Linked DNA regions of Mus musculus: region 1 is linked to region 2. A link is a contact called in public HiChIP or PLAC-seq data. All regions are on one chromosome and are shown on one strand. The core of a region is the stretch at or near the end of the contact, and the rest is flanking DNA. Distances in the headings are between cores, read along the strand shown. Region 1 has its middle 27 kb from the start of Eef1a1. Region 2 has its middle 6.7 kb from the start of Dppa5a.

What was found. HiChIP or PLAC-seq counts read pairs in DNA pulled down with a chosen protein or histone mark.
Region 1: an H3K27ac HiChIP or PLAC-seq map of embryonic stem cells shows a contact between it and region 2, with 13 read pairs. The contact joins two enhancer-like sites. A contact is called at or near these places in 1 of 39 promoter capture datasets (liver), 1 of 15 datasets of contacts at CTCF or cohesin (large pre-B cells), 3 of 484 Hi-C or Micro-C datasets (all in liver), 4 of 115 datasets of contacts at active chromatin or transcription factors (all in embryonic stem cells) and 3 of 9 other capture datasets (adipose tissue, liver and pancreatic islet).

The regions. Positions count from the first base shown.
Region 1 is chr9:78,505,194-78,511,934 of GRCm38.p6, forward strand. No RefSeq gene overlaps it. Among named protein-coding and RNA genes, the nearest start is that of Eef1a1, 27 kb to the left of the region's middle. Within about 2 kb of position 1,303, at least 36 of the 459 cell types and tissues checked have an H3K27ac peak or open chromatin away from gene starts, as enhancers often do. A contact at or near this core is called in embryonic stem cells, where this site is marked.
Region 2 is chr9:78,357,774-78,365,284 of GRCm38.p6, forward strand. No RefSeq gene overlaps it. Among named protein-coding and RNA genes, the nearest start is that of Dppa5a, 6.7 kb to the right of the region's middle. RefSeq lists a cis regulatory region at 1,160-7,511. Within about 2 kb of position 2,523, at least 7 of the 459 cell types and tissues checked have an H3K27ac peak or open chromatin away from gene starts, as enhancers often do. A contact at or near this core is called in embryonic stem cells, where this site is marked.

The sequences.
Region 1 (6,741 bases), core at 53-2,552, 150 kb after region 2:
AATCTGAAGCCTTCTTCTGGCTCCGCCGAGCTCAAAAGGGATGCACAGACACTTGTGCATAATACCTACACACATAAAAGTCAATAAATCTTAAAAAATGATAAAAATGAAAGAAAGGGAGGTGGGGTGGATCTGGGAGGAGTTAGGTGGAGGAGTAGGGAGGTGGGGTGGATCTGAGAGGAGTTAGGTGGAGAAGTAGGGAGGTGGGGTGGATCTGGGAGGAGTTAGGTGGAGGAGTAAGAAGGTCTGGGTGGGTCTGGGAGGAGTTAGGTGGGGAGTGGGAGGTAAATGTGATCTTTCCTGAAACAATGATCAAGATGCAGTATTTGGGGCTGGCGAGATGGCTCAGTGCTTAAGAGCACCGACTGCTCTTCCGAAGGTCCCGAGTTCAAATCCCAGCCACCACGTGGTGGCTCACAACCATCCGTAATGAAATCTGATGCCCTCTTCTGGAGTGTCTGAAGACAGCTACAGTGTACTTACATAAAAAAAAAAAAATCAGTGTATGAAAATTTCAAAAATAATTAATAAAATATATTTAAAAAACGAAGTCAGCAGAGGTTGGGGACAGACTGAATGTAGTTCTGAGGCCATGGGATGAGTAGTTAAATGGGAAAGTGACTATAATATTGCTAAATGGGTTTGTAGAAGATGAATTCATAATTCGCATAGAGATAAAATGTATCATTAATATGCCAAGTACTATATGGGGGCAAACCATTCCTAGTAAGCTGACCTGAGGTGCCAACTAAAGAGGAACTGAATGACAAACAGCAGAGAAAGAGATTTATTCCACGTAGCCACTTAGAGAAGTGAGAGGGCATTAGTGGGCTCAAGTCCTGGTCTTCATGGTGTTAATATGAACTTTAGGCTTAACTAGAAGAAAATCAGAGGAAACAGTGTATGGTACGCATAATCAAAGCTGTCAGGGTTTAGCTGTTCCTCTGGTTATTGTCTGAGTTCTGGGCCTGCAAGCTGGAACAAACTGGTTTCCAGGAGATGACCACTTCTGCTCCAGGGTGTGGCCTCACTCTCCTAGACAGTTGCCTTCCTGTGGAGTGGGAGCAAGAGGTGCTTTGTCAGGTCCTGGTGTCCCTAGAATTCACCGTGGTTCCAAGCCAGAGATGAAGGTCCTCATCTCTGTGTCTACACAGACGACAGAATGAAGGCAGACATGTCATGCTTTCATCTGACTTTCAGTAGCATCCTAGTAGAAGTGAGACAAGGGTCAGGGGGGACATAGAGCACGTTTGCATTCCGTGGTGTAGGAAGGATGTGCACACATTGCTGTAATGATTTGCTTGCTCTGGGTTAATCCCTAACCCAGGTGATGCCAGAAGGAACGCAGGCCTGAGACCAGCAGATACTAACCAGACCCAGCTGCTGAGAGGGACAATGAGGGGGAGATAAAGAAGGGAACAGGCAGAAGATGATAAGGAGAGCGGCAGCCACGGCGTGGCTCCGGGGGACAAGGCATTGACCATCCAGCCAGAGGGCAAGACTGTGTTCTCCCGTGCTTGGCTGCCTACCTTTGCCCTGCGTTCTGTCCTGTCCATGTCTCTCCTCCTGTAACTTACTGGCTGGATATATAGTATAAAGTGATCCGTTTCTTAGAGTGTGAAACTGCTGAGTTCCTGAATTGCTTGCTGTCTGTCTGAATCGGCCATCGCTTGGAGATTCAGTACCTGCCTCTGCTCTGGTGTTTGTGTTGACAGGCAGCGTAGGACTCACTGTCCTGATCCTTAGGAATCAATCATGGAACTCAGGAAACCTCTTTTTTTTTTTTTTTTCCGAGACAGGGTTTCTCTGTGTAGCTCTGGCTGTCCTGGAACTCACTTTGTAGACCAGGCTGGCCTCGAACTCAGAAATCCACCTGCCTCTGCCTCCCAAGTGCTGGGATTAAAGGCATGCGCCACCACGCCCCCCCTTAACAACTTTTTCTTTCTTTCCTTCTTTCTTTCTTTCTTTCTTTCTTTCTTTCTTTCTTTCTTTCTTTCTTTCTTTCTTTCTTTCTTTCTTCCTTCCTTCCTTCCTTCCTTCCTTCCTTCCTTCCTTCCTTTCTTCTTCTTCTTCTTCTTCTTCTTCTTCTTCTTCTTCTTCTTCTTCTTCTTCTTCTTCTTCTTCTCTTCTTCTCCTCCTCCTCCCCCTCCTCTTCCTCCCCCCTCCTCTTCCTCCCCTCCCCCTCCTCTTCCTCCTCCTCCTCCTCCTCCTCCTTCTTCTTCTTTCTCTTTCTCTTCTTCTTTTTTGAGACAGGGTTTCTCTGTGTAGCCCTGGCTGTCCTGAATCTCACTCTGTAGACCAGGCTGGTCTCAAACTCAGAAACCCGCCTGCCTCTGTCTCCCAAGTGCTGGGATTAAAGGCCAGCACCACTACTGCCCAGCCCTCCATTAACTTTTAAAAATATTGATACTGACTATGGTGGCATATGATGGTAATCCTAGCACTTGGGAGGCTCAGGGGCTCAAAGCTAGCCTGGGCTAGTTGAGATCCTGTCTCAAATAAATAAATAAAATAAAATAATAAAGTAAGCCAGGGAGTGGTGGTGTGCTCCTTGGATCCCAGCACTTAGGAGGCAGAGGCAAGTGAATATCTGAGTTTGAGGCCAGCCTGGTCTACAGAGCAAATTTCAGAAAAGCCAGGACTACACAGAGAATTCCCATTTCAGGGGGAAACAACGACAGCAGTAACACACACACACACACACACACACACACAAGAAACAATGTCAAAACCAAAATAACAACAACAACAAAACCAAACCAAAAACACACACACAAGAAACAAAGTCAAAACCAAAATAACAACAACAACAAAACCAAACCAAAACAACAACCCCGCCCCCAGCTTTTTGGGTGATGTGTGTCTGTCATTCACTTGATATTCTTAGTTATTAGCTCACCAACTAAATGCTGATTCAACGTCATGTGGCAACGTTGGCACTAAACACAGATTTATAGATTGTTGTGTCAAAGCAAGATATAGGAGCAGACAATTCCAGCAAAGAGGTGCTGCCATCGAGGCATGTTCAAGATACACGACCGATGAGCCTGGAAGAGCTTCTGAGAGGACTGACAAGAGAGCTGAGTCTTCGGTGATCAGCGAGGACATCGTGATCTAGGTCAAGGAAACATAGTACAGGCGAGGAGGCCAGAAAGCCAGCAGCATGTGCCTCTACCCTGCAGGGTGTGGCAAAGATCGGTGTGGAAAGGTGAGCAAAGCCGGCACACAGACCAACACACACTCGTCGAGATGTGACAGCTTCACTCCTGGGTGTTATCGTTTGGCATAGATTTGTAGAGAAGATAAAGCAGGAGAACCATATCAACTGTGACAAATAACTGGAATTTCTAGTCTGGCTGTATGAGTTTAACTTAAAGGAAAATGCTGACAAAGCATTCAGGGAAGTGTGAATTAGGAGGGGCAGTTTATCTATTTTTCTAGGTTTACTTTATTTAGGTATGGTGTATGTGTGTGTCTCTGAGTGTGGATATGTACACACGAGTGAAGGTGCGCATAGATGCCAGAGGTGCTAGGTCCCTAGGTTCTAGAGTTTCAGGTGATTGTGACCTGCCTATTCACTACTGGTGCTGGGAACTGAGTTCGAGTCCTCTATAAGAGCAAGGTCTGCCCTTAACTGTGGAGCATCTGTCCAGCCATTGGGAGAGGCAGTTTAGGGGATCAAAGGAAGATCTGTAGGATGTTGGTAGGCTCTTTGTTTTTATGAGGCATTGTCTTAGAACACAGCTCAAGCTAGCCTCAAACTAACCTTGGAACCCAGACTGACTTCAAACTCATGGCAATCCTCCTCCCTCAACCTCTAGAGTGTTGCTATTACAGGCCTGCATCATAACACAGGGCTAATTCAGTTAAGATGTAAGTTCTTGGATAAGGCACAGATGATGATGGTGATCAGGCAATTCCCACAACAGCCCCAAGGACTTTGGGGTGGGGTGAGGGCAGGGTTGAGACAGGGTCTTTTTATGTAGCTCTGGCTGTCCTGGGACTTACTATGTAGGTCAGGCTGCCCTTGAACCTACAGAGATTTGCCTGCATCTGCCTTCAAAGTTTGAGATTAAAGACATGCACCACCACACTTGGCCCTAAGAACATTTTAAAAAGTTCTATTTTTATGGCGTCTAGAGAGATGGCTCATGGGCTAAGAGAACTGGCGACTCTTCTAAAGGACTCAAAATCATCTGTAATTCCAACAAATGTGACAATCCCTTCTGGATTCCAAATGTATCAGCTATACATATTGTGCACAGACATACATGTAGGTAAAATACCCATACACATTAAATAAATACATACATACATACATACATACATACATACATACATACATAATATTTGCTGAGCATGTTAGTACTAACTTTTAATCCCAGCTTCTGAAATGTAGAGGCAGGTGGATATCTGTGAGTTTTAGAACAATCTGGTCTACACAGAAACTTCCAGGCCAGCCAGAGATACACAGTGAGACCCAGCACAAAAATAAATGAGTAAATGAATAATTACATTTACTGTGTATGCTTATGTGTGTGCCCCCAAAAGCTATCAGGCTTGAGAGCAAGCACCTTTACCCACTGGGCCATGTCTAAGTCCTACCTAATTAATTTAAAAGCAAGACACATCCTGAATGTATAGAAAATGACATACTTCGGAGAAAATTTTTTTTTTTTAAGATTTATTTATTTATTATATGTAAGTACACTGTAGCTGTCTTCAGACACTCCAGAAGAGGGAGTCAGATCTCCTTACGGATGGTTGTGAACCACCATGTGGTTGCTGGGATTTGAACTCTGGACCTTCGGAAGAGCAGTCGGGTGTTCTTACCCACTGAGCCATCTCACCAGCCCTGGAGAAAATTTTTTAAAAGATTTGTTTATTTTATGTATGTGAGTACACTCTAGCTGTACAGATGGTTGTGAGCCTTCATGTAGTTATTGGGAATTGAATTTTTAGGATCTCTGCTTGCTCTGGTCAACCCTTCTCATTCCAGCCGGCCCCGCTCAGTCCCTGCTCACTCTGGCCCAAAGATTTATTTATTGTTATAGATAAATTGTCTTCAGTCACACCAGAAGAATGTGTCAGATCTCATTACAGATAGTTGTGAGCCACCATGTGGTTGCTGGGATTTGAACTCAGAACTTTTGGAAGAGCAGTCAGTGCTCTTACCCACTGAGCCATCTATCTCTTCAGCCCGGAGAAAGTGTTTTATTAGAATTCTATATTAAAATTATTTTATTAACATTTTAAATTAATCTCTGAAAACATCATACATGAATAGAACTTATTTTGACCATAGTCAACTTCACTTCTACCCCCAACTCCTCCCAGATTTACTTCCAAGTCTCTGCCCCCTCACAACTTCATGCCCTCTTTACATATCTATGTACATATATACATACAAAATCCAATTTATGTCACTTAAGGGTGAAGACCACCCAGTGGAGCACAGTCAACTTACTAGGGGTCACATCCTTAAAGAAAACTGACTCTCGGGTTGACAAGGTGGCTCAGTGGGTAAGAGCACTGACTGCTCTTCCGAAGGTCCTGAGTTCAAATCCCAGCAACCACATGGTGGCTCACAACCCCCCTTGATGAGATCCGACGCCCTCTTCTGCTGTGTCTGAAGACAACTACAGTGTACTTACGTATAATAATAAATCTTTGGGCGAGCAGAGTTGACTGGAGCGAGCAGAGGTCCTAAAAATTCAATTCCCAACAACCACATGAAGGCTCACAACCATCTGTGTATGTACAGCTACAGTGTACTCACATACATAAAATAAATAAATAAATCTTAAAAAAAAAGAAAGAAAACTGACTCTCCCTCTTCAGAAGCCATTGAATCAACAGCTCCTCAGCTAAGGTTGTGGGCTAGTGAGCCCCACTTCCCTCCATGCTTAAACGTTGACTGGCTTGTAGAATATTTTTTTTTTTTTTTTTTTTTGGTTTTTGGTTTTTCGAGACAAGGTTTCTCTGTGTAGCCCTGGCTGTCCTGGCACTCACTTTGTAGGCCAGGCTGGCCTCGAACTCAGAAATCTGCCTGCCTCTGCCTCTCAAGTGCTGGGATTAAAGGCGTGTGCCACCATCGCCCGGCTTGTAGAATATTTTTTATTTATTTTTTGACAATTTTATACATGTATGATAATTTTATATTCTTTGACAATTTTATTTTTTATTTTTTTTTTATTATTTTTTTAAAGATTTATTTATTTATTATATGTAAGTACACTGTAGCTGTCTTCAGACACTCCAGAAGAGGGCGTCAGATCTTGTTACAGATGGTTGTGATCCACCATGTGGTTGCTGGGATTTGAACTCTGGACCTTCAGAAGAGCAGTCGGGTGCTCTTACCCACTGAGCCATCTCACCAGCCCGACAATTTTATACATGTATGAGTCATGATAATTTCCACCTCCCACTCCTTCTGGGCCGCTCAATATGTCTTCCTCTATTTTTTGTATAACCCACTGAAACCAGGTAGCACTTACTGCCTGCATGCACATGAATACAGGAAGACGAACCAGAGCATGACCAACCAACCTATCAGCAGCTGTCAATAGCCAATAGCCCTTCAGCTAGGAGTGGAGCATTGTGAGCACCTCCCTCATCCATGCTGGAACGTTGATTAGTCTTGTGTTGTGAGTTCCTGAGTGCCAGAGCCATCATGTTTGGCAGACAGTGTCCCATATTACCATCAGTCTTGCTAAGATGTACCTGCTTGCGCAATAGCGG
Region 2 (7,511 bases), core at 1,273-3,772:
CGTCCTGTACTCTTGTCTGAAAACGTTCTTTCAAATTCCCAACATGTTTTTAAGTAACATTACTTTTATTTTCTACCCACAATGCAGGTCCTGCAGAGATGGCAAAGCACACACTCAAATCTAGCTCAGTGGTACACTGGGTGCCTAACATGTGGGAGGCCCTAGATTCTGTGCTCCGTAAAACAACAACAACAACAAAAAAAATTGGATTAGCAGGAAATCAATCCGTAAAAATAGTGGAGGGGTAGGAAAGAGGGCCACGAAGTATCGGGATCCAGATTGAGAGCTCAGCTGGAAGGCAAGGATAAAACGAAACGGCTTGGTTGATTCTGGACAGCTAGCAAATCACCTTCTGTCCCAAACTCATAGCTTCTTCCACCTCTTTGGAAGGTGCGGGGATCCCACACACCTGTATACCCCTCCCTGTCCCATCCCGTCACACTGCGCTCCCAGTATCTACTAGGTCTCCGGTAGGTGGCGCTCTGCTTCCTCTCTTAAGGTTCATACAGAGGAAAAGTCCAGGGTCGAATCCCAGGAGTTTCATGTGCTGAGTACCAACCATCAGACTGTTGGTGAGCTGGCTCAGTGTTAAGAGCACCGACTGCTCTTCCAAAGGTCCTGAGTTCAAATCCCAGCAACCACATGGTGGCTCACAAACATCCATAACAAAATCTGATGATTTCTTCTGGTGTGTCTGACTACAGTGTACATATAATAAATAAATAATCCATCAGACTCCTGGTTACTCTTGCCTAGGAGGCAGATCCCTCCCCTCTGAAGAGGCTGACAGGCTGACTGACAGTTCCTTCAGTCAACCTCCCTTTAGAGAGGACCAGGGAGAAGTGTGTGTGTGTGTGTGTGTGTGTGTGTGTGTATACATACATGTATACACAGACACATACAGAATACAACACTTGTTGGGCAGTAGTGGTAGACACCTTTAATTCCAGCATTCAGGAGGCAGAAGCAGGCTGAATTTGAATCCAGCATGGTCTATTGAGGGCCAGTACAGCTGAGGCTACACAGAAAAACTTTGTACTGAAAAAAACCCATGGACCCGGAGCAAGCAGGGTCTGGAGTGAGCCAGACTGGAGCAAGAAGGAAAAGGGATGGGGAAAAAAAAGAAAAAAAGGAAAAACCTAAAATAGAGAAAAACCAACCTATAGAACGACAGTGACAGGGACACAGCATATCTTGTATTATAAGACCACGGATGGCTCACAACCATGCGTGATGTAATGAGATCTGACACCCTCTTCTGGTGCATCTGAAGACAGCTATAGTGTACTTACATATAATAAATAAATCTTTAAAAAAAAAAAAGACCACATTTCTGCTTCCTACTAACCTACAACCTAAGTCATCCTAAAGACACTGGCTCATTAGGAAGGCTAGCTGACATGGCCTTGGTGTCTGAGAATATACTGTCTTCTCCATGTCTTCTTCTGTGGAAAATGCTCCACAATAATTCTCAAAGACCAGAAGGGCAAGACTGTTCCAACTAGTAGCTGCCCGTCTTTGTCTTCCCTCCCTGGATAAGCTGCTGCCAAAAGACAAGATAGATAGAAGACAGACTCAGGATGGCTCTGGGGATAAAATACAGTTTGAAGAGTCAATCCCTGTTTTTGGTTTGGTTGGTTGGTTTTTGTATTGTTTCTTGTTTTATGTGAAGTGAAGCAGGACCACAACTGACAACTTGATTTCCTCAACTGTACAGATGTCCAAGGCCTTGGTTATTGTTATGGTTAGCCCTTTTGCTTGGCTTTTCTTAAGGAGGTAGTATTGGGATTTTTTTGTTTGGGTTGATTCATAGTAGGTCCTCTTGCAAAGCCCTGGTTAAACTTCAGGTTTTCCAGCCTCCTTCACCCAAGGAGTTGATTTTATGTGTGACACAGCCATATCTGCCCGGTGGGCCAGCTTTCCATTGTACCACCTACCGAAAACAGCTCTCTGCCCACAGTAGGGTCTGACAGCTTTCATTTCCACAACAATGAACGCTCCTGGTTTTGTGGTTTACTTTGATTTGTTGTTCTTCATCTGCCACACATATGGAATTCACAGTATTTTCCTGAATTTCCCTTTTTCTGGGAGCGATTGCACACACTCTCATGGGCAAGGTCAATCTTTGCTGTTGTAGGAAGTGTGGTGTGCATTGGGGGGTGGGCTTTGAGCAAATACAGAGCATTCACCCTCCCAAGGTCAGATTTTGAATACTGGCTTCTCAGTTCAGTATTGGACATCAAGCATCAGTTAACATTACCATAGACAACCTTTCATTGCTGACTGCTTTTCTCCAGGATTCACGAGCATTCACTGAATGCTGCACCTACGGGCTCAGGAAAAAAAAAAAAAAAGTTTGCCTGGGTGGGGGCGTTGAGAAACTGTTAATCTCTCTGCATTTCTCCTGGGAGTGAAATTGGTGCCACCTTGCCTGAAGGAAAGTGGTTACAGTTGGCAAAAGTAAGAGCAAGTGAGGTTTGTTTATCTGGGCTTTGGGAGTGGTGCTGGAGACTTAAGCCAGGGCCCTGAGCATCCCAGACAGGTGGTTCACTTACCCACCAATCCCAGGAGCTTCCTGCTTTTAGAACAGCAGTTTTCCCCCTAGAAATTTAGCCTACAGACATGAAAACAAAACAACAGTACTCAATGAATTCCACACACCTGTAAAGACAAAAGGTCCGAATACCCAATGGCCCTTCAAAAAGAGCTAATTAAATGGAATATCTGACATGGGGAAAGAGGAACATATTATACATTTATAACTGGAACTCTGTTATAACTGAAACTCTGGCTGGTTGGTGGGTCATGCCTATAATCCCAACAACCTGGAGACTAAGGAGAGAGGGTTGCCACAAGTTCAAGGCCAGACTGGTCTACATAACAATGAGACCCTGTCTCAAAAACCAAACAGGGTCAGCAAGATGGCTCAGCTTGCAGCCAGGCCCTGACGTCCTGAATCTTAGCCCCTGAACCTTCAGATGAAAGGAGAGGTCCAACTCCAGCAAGATATCCTCTGATCCCTACCTTCTCCAGAGAGGGAGAGGGGTATACCGAGAGGGGGAGGGGGAGGGAGGGGGAGAGGGAGAAGTTAGGAAATAAATACCACTTTTTAAAAACCCTTGGAAGCTTTGAAGTGGTGGCACATGACTTTAATCTTAGCACTTGGTAGGCAGAGGCTGATAGATCTCTGAGTTTGAGGCCAACCTGGTCTAACAGATTGAATTCCAGGACAGCCAGAACTACAAATAGAAAACTTGTCTTGAAAACCATAAATAAATAAATAAATAACCCTGGAAATGTATACAGGAAAATAAAACTCTTTCATTGCTTGGAAGGAGAAAATAGATGAACATGAAACGGATAATACATTTTCTATCATGTTAGGGCGTGTGTGTAGTAGCTGTCTATATGGGAGTGGGGATAACTGTGTGCCCTGGCAAATGTGTCAGAGGACAACTTGTGGAAGTCAGTTGTTTCCTTCCACAACAAGGGTCCCTGGAACTGAACTCGGGCTAGCTGAGAAGCAAGGTGCCACCCACTGGGAGTTGATCCACTTGAATGAAGTATTTGCTAAGTTTCTGCTTTTCTTTCTTTGCGATGCTGAGACTGAAGAAAGGTCTCGCCATTCCAGCCAAGTACACTACCTCCCACAGGTCACATGCCTCACTCTGGTAGTGTTTGTTTAAAATGTATGTAAGTTTAAAATTAAGTAGTGGAGGGGAGGGGCCAGAATCAGTTTGATTCCTTAAAGTAGTATCTGTATCCTTTCCGCAGATGGGATTCTACTAAGTAAACTAAGCCAGTCTCAGAAAGACGAGCTGTGCCTGTTTTTTTCCTCCTGTTTTTTTCCTCATGTGGCAATACTTGATTTCTATAGACATTCAAAGATGGTCAGTCACAGTGCATGGTGCATGTCTTTATCCCAACAGTGAGGAGGCAGAGGCAGGCTGATCTCTGAGTTCCTGGATAGCCAGGGCTACATAGTGAAACCCTGTCTCAAAAACAAGCAAACATTTGAAATGTAAATGAAGAAAATATCGAATAAAAAAAAAAAACAGCGGGGCGGGGGTGGTGCACACCTTTAATCCCAGCTCTTGGGAGGCAGAGGCAGGCAGATTTCTGGGTTCGAGGCCAGCCTAGTCTACAGAGTGAGTTCCAGGACAACTAAGGCTACACAGAGAAGCCCTGTCTCAAAAACAAACAAACAAACAAACAAACAAACAACAAGCAAACAAACAAAAAACAGATGTACACAACACCGGAAAGAAGCAGAAATTGTACCAGAGACAAAGATGAATAATGGGAGGGGGAGGGGGAGAAATGGGGAGGGGCACACTCCAAGTGCCTGGTACACTTACATGAAAATATCCTCATATAAACCGCTGCTGTGCATAGTGAAAAGGAAACGAAGCAGAAGGGTTAAAAAAAAATAAGTCGCTTTAATTTTGAAGAACTGAAATTTGATTTTGAAGAGGGAAATGTTTGCTGTCTAAAGTGTCTGGAGAAAAATGGATCAGCTCTTTGTGGTAAGACACCACAGTTGGCTAAAAAAAAAAAAAATGCTGGCCAGAGGGGGCAAAGGGGGTGCATGCCTTTTATACCAACGCTTGGGAGGTAGAGGCAGAAGCAGGTGGATCTCTGCATAAGATAATCCTGTCTCGAACCCCCCTGACTCCCCCAAAAAGTTAGCTGACTGTTCTTCATCTCGGGCCTTTGTTGTTACTTTAAAAATGGCTTTGATTCCAATGCAGTACAGACTCAGAGAATCTCCATTTTCTGCTGTGTTCCACTATTTTTCTCACATTTTAACTGTTGACAAAATCTCCAGAAATATCCTGTCCAATACTGTTTCATTCAAAATGTGCTTTTTTTCTGAAACTGAAGTGTTGCTACCCATAACCTACTCCACTACACAGGACCTGCTCTGCACACAGAATTTGGTTGCTGGCATTCCACCATGAGGGGGCACAAGAGCCTCCTGTATTGATAGAATTCTGCAAGGCAGACTAAAGTTTTGGGGTGGGGGGGTGGGGGTGGGTGTGAGATGCCAAAGTTTTTAAGTCCAGACTCCATTTTAGAGCACCTGACCTAAGTTTGAACTCAGGTAAACTAACAGGCTGGTACCTAGCATTAGCTCCCAAATTGCCTCCAACAAAATCCGAGCCTAGCTCCAGTCTCTAGTCTAATCCCAGTAAAACCAGAGTTTCCAGGTTACACCCTCAACAAGACCAGTGTCTCTAAGTTATTCCCCCAACAATCCTCCACTCCAGGGTACAAGCCCATCCCCTGCCTAAGGACCACCAATGCAGAACAGAGCAGAAGTTTATGATATGACTCTCAGCACCAGCCAATTATGTTAACAGTCACAGCAGCTTTCCAATTAGCTGTTTGCACACGTATTCCCTGCTTGCTGCTTACTATAAAACCTTGCCCTGATAAGATATTCTTTGCTCCCCCCACACACACACCACCAAAACGATCCTGCGTGGTGGTGGTGTATTGGGGGGTCCGAGCAAGCTTGAATAGAATAAAGACCCTGCTGTGAGTCGCATCAGATTGGTTCCTGTGTGTGTTTGAGGATCACTAACATTTCCCTGGCATAACAGTGTTGTAAGACAAGGCTTCTCTGTATATGCTTGCCTGATCTAGAACTCACTGTGTAGACCAGGCTCGCTTCAAACTCACAGATCCACCTGCCTCTGCCTCCCCAGTGCCGGATTAAAAGTGTGTGTGCCACTAGCACGAATTTAGACAGAGCTTTTTTGTAATCGAGTGGAAACACATTTCCCTTATACTCCAAACAGGAAGTCTTTCATCTGTGTTTAGTCACGGACTCAAACATGTACTTGCTTTAGCAATGATCATTTCCTGAGGGAAACATAAAAAATTATTTTGAGACAATATCGCATGTAGCTCAAGGTGGCCTGGAGCTCACTATATAACTAAAGATGACCCTGAATTTCTGATCTAGCTCCCAAAGAGTTAAGAGTATTATGTGCCACCTAGTCCTGTTTTTGAATTCCTAGTGATCAACTTCACAGCTTTACAGATGCTGGGCAAGGTCAATCAAATCTCCTACAACCCCGTCCCCTCAACCTGTTTATGTGTTTGCTTGTGTGAAATCAGGATCTCCTGTAGCTAAAGCTGACCTCCACGTAGCTGAAAATGATCTCAAACTCCTGACCCTTCTGCCTCTAACTTTTTTCTTTCTTTCTTTTTTTGATTTTTCAAGACAGGGTTTCTCTGCATAGCCCTGGCTGTCCTGGAACTCACTTTGTAGAACAGGCTGGCCTCAAACTCAGAAATCAGCCTGCCTCTGCCTCCCGAGTGCTGGGATCAAAGGCCTGGGCCACCAGCACCTGGCTAGCCTGCCTCTGTTTTAAACTGGGCCTGGTGGTATACATTGGAATCCCAGTGCTAGGGAGGCAGAGGCAGATGGATTTCTGAGTTTGAGGTCAGCCTGGTCTACAGAGTGAGTTCCAGGACAGCCAGGGCTACACAGAGAAACACTGTCTTGGAAAAGAAAAGAAGAGAAGAGAAGAGGAGAGGAGAGGAAAGGAGAAGAGAGAAGAGAAGAGAAGAAAAAGCAAACAAAAAGCGGAGGGAGGGGGACAAAGAGCCCAGTGATTAAGAACACTTGTACTTACAGAGAACCTGGGACTGAGTCCCAGCACCCACATGTGGCTCCTAACTCCAGTTCAGGGAATCGGATGCTTTTTCTAACCTCTCCAGCACCAGAAACACACCTGGTACACAGGTATACATGCAAGAAAAAAACACTCATACACATAATTTTTTGTTTGTTTGTTTTTGGTTTATCGAGACAGGGTTTCTCTGTATAGCCCTGGCTGTCCTGGAACTCACTCTGTAGACTAGGCTGGCCTTGAACTAACAGAGATCCACCTGCCTCTGCCTCCCAAGTGCTGGGATTAAAGGCATGCGCCACCACTGCCCGGCATACATTTTTTTAAAATCAAAAAAAAAAAAAAAAAAAAATTAAAAAACAAGCCAAACCCAAACTTTTTATTTCCTTCAAAATATCTGAATGGTCTAGAAAGCTCTGGTCAGAATTCTCAAGGACAGATTCAGAATGCTAATGCAGTGAAGACTGGCACATTAGCAAGCCTTTGTCTTCCCAGAGACCACAGGATGCGGGGACAGTCTTTGGAGTGCTCCCGGCAAGGAACCTTGGAGGATCGGCTAGGGCTACAGTCCCTCCTTCAGATCTGAGATGGCAGACAACTCACCCACTCGGCATTGGAATAAGAATAGCCTCTCATCCAGAGATTAACAATACTTATTACAGGGCTGAAGAAATGCCCAGTTAGTTAAAAGCATTTGTTGCTTTTGCAGAGGATTTGGATTCGGTTCCCAGCACCTACCTGGTAAACTCATAACGGCCCACGCCAAGGGACATTGAACACCCTCTTCCGACAACGTACACATATAGTATACCTACACATACAGGTACAAAAATCTATACCTAGTAAAAATAGAATTACAAAAAAACC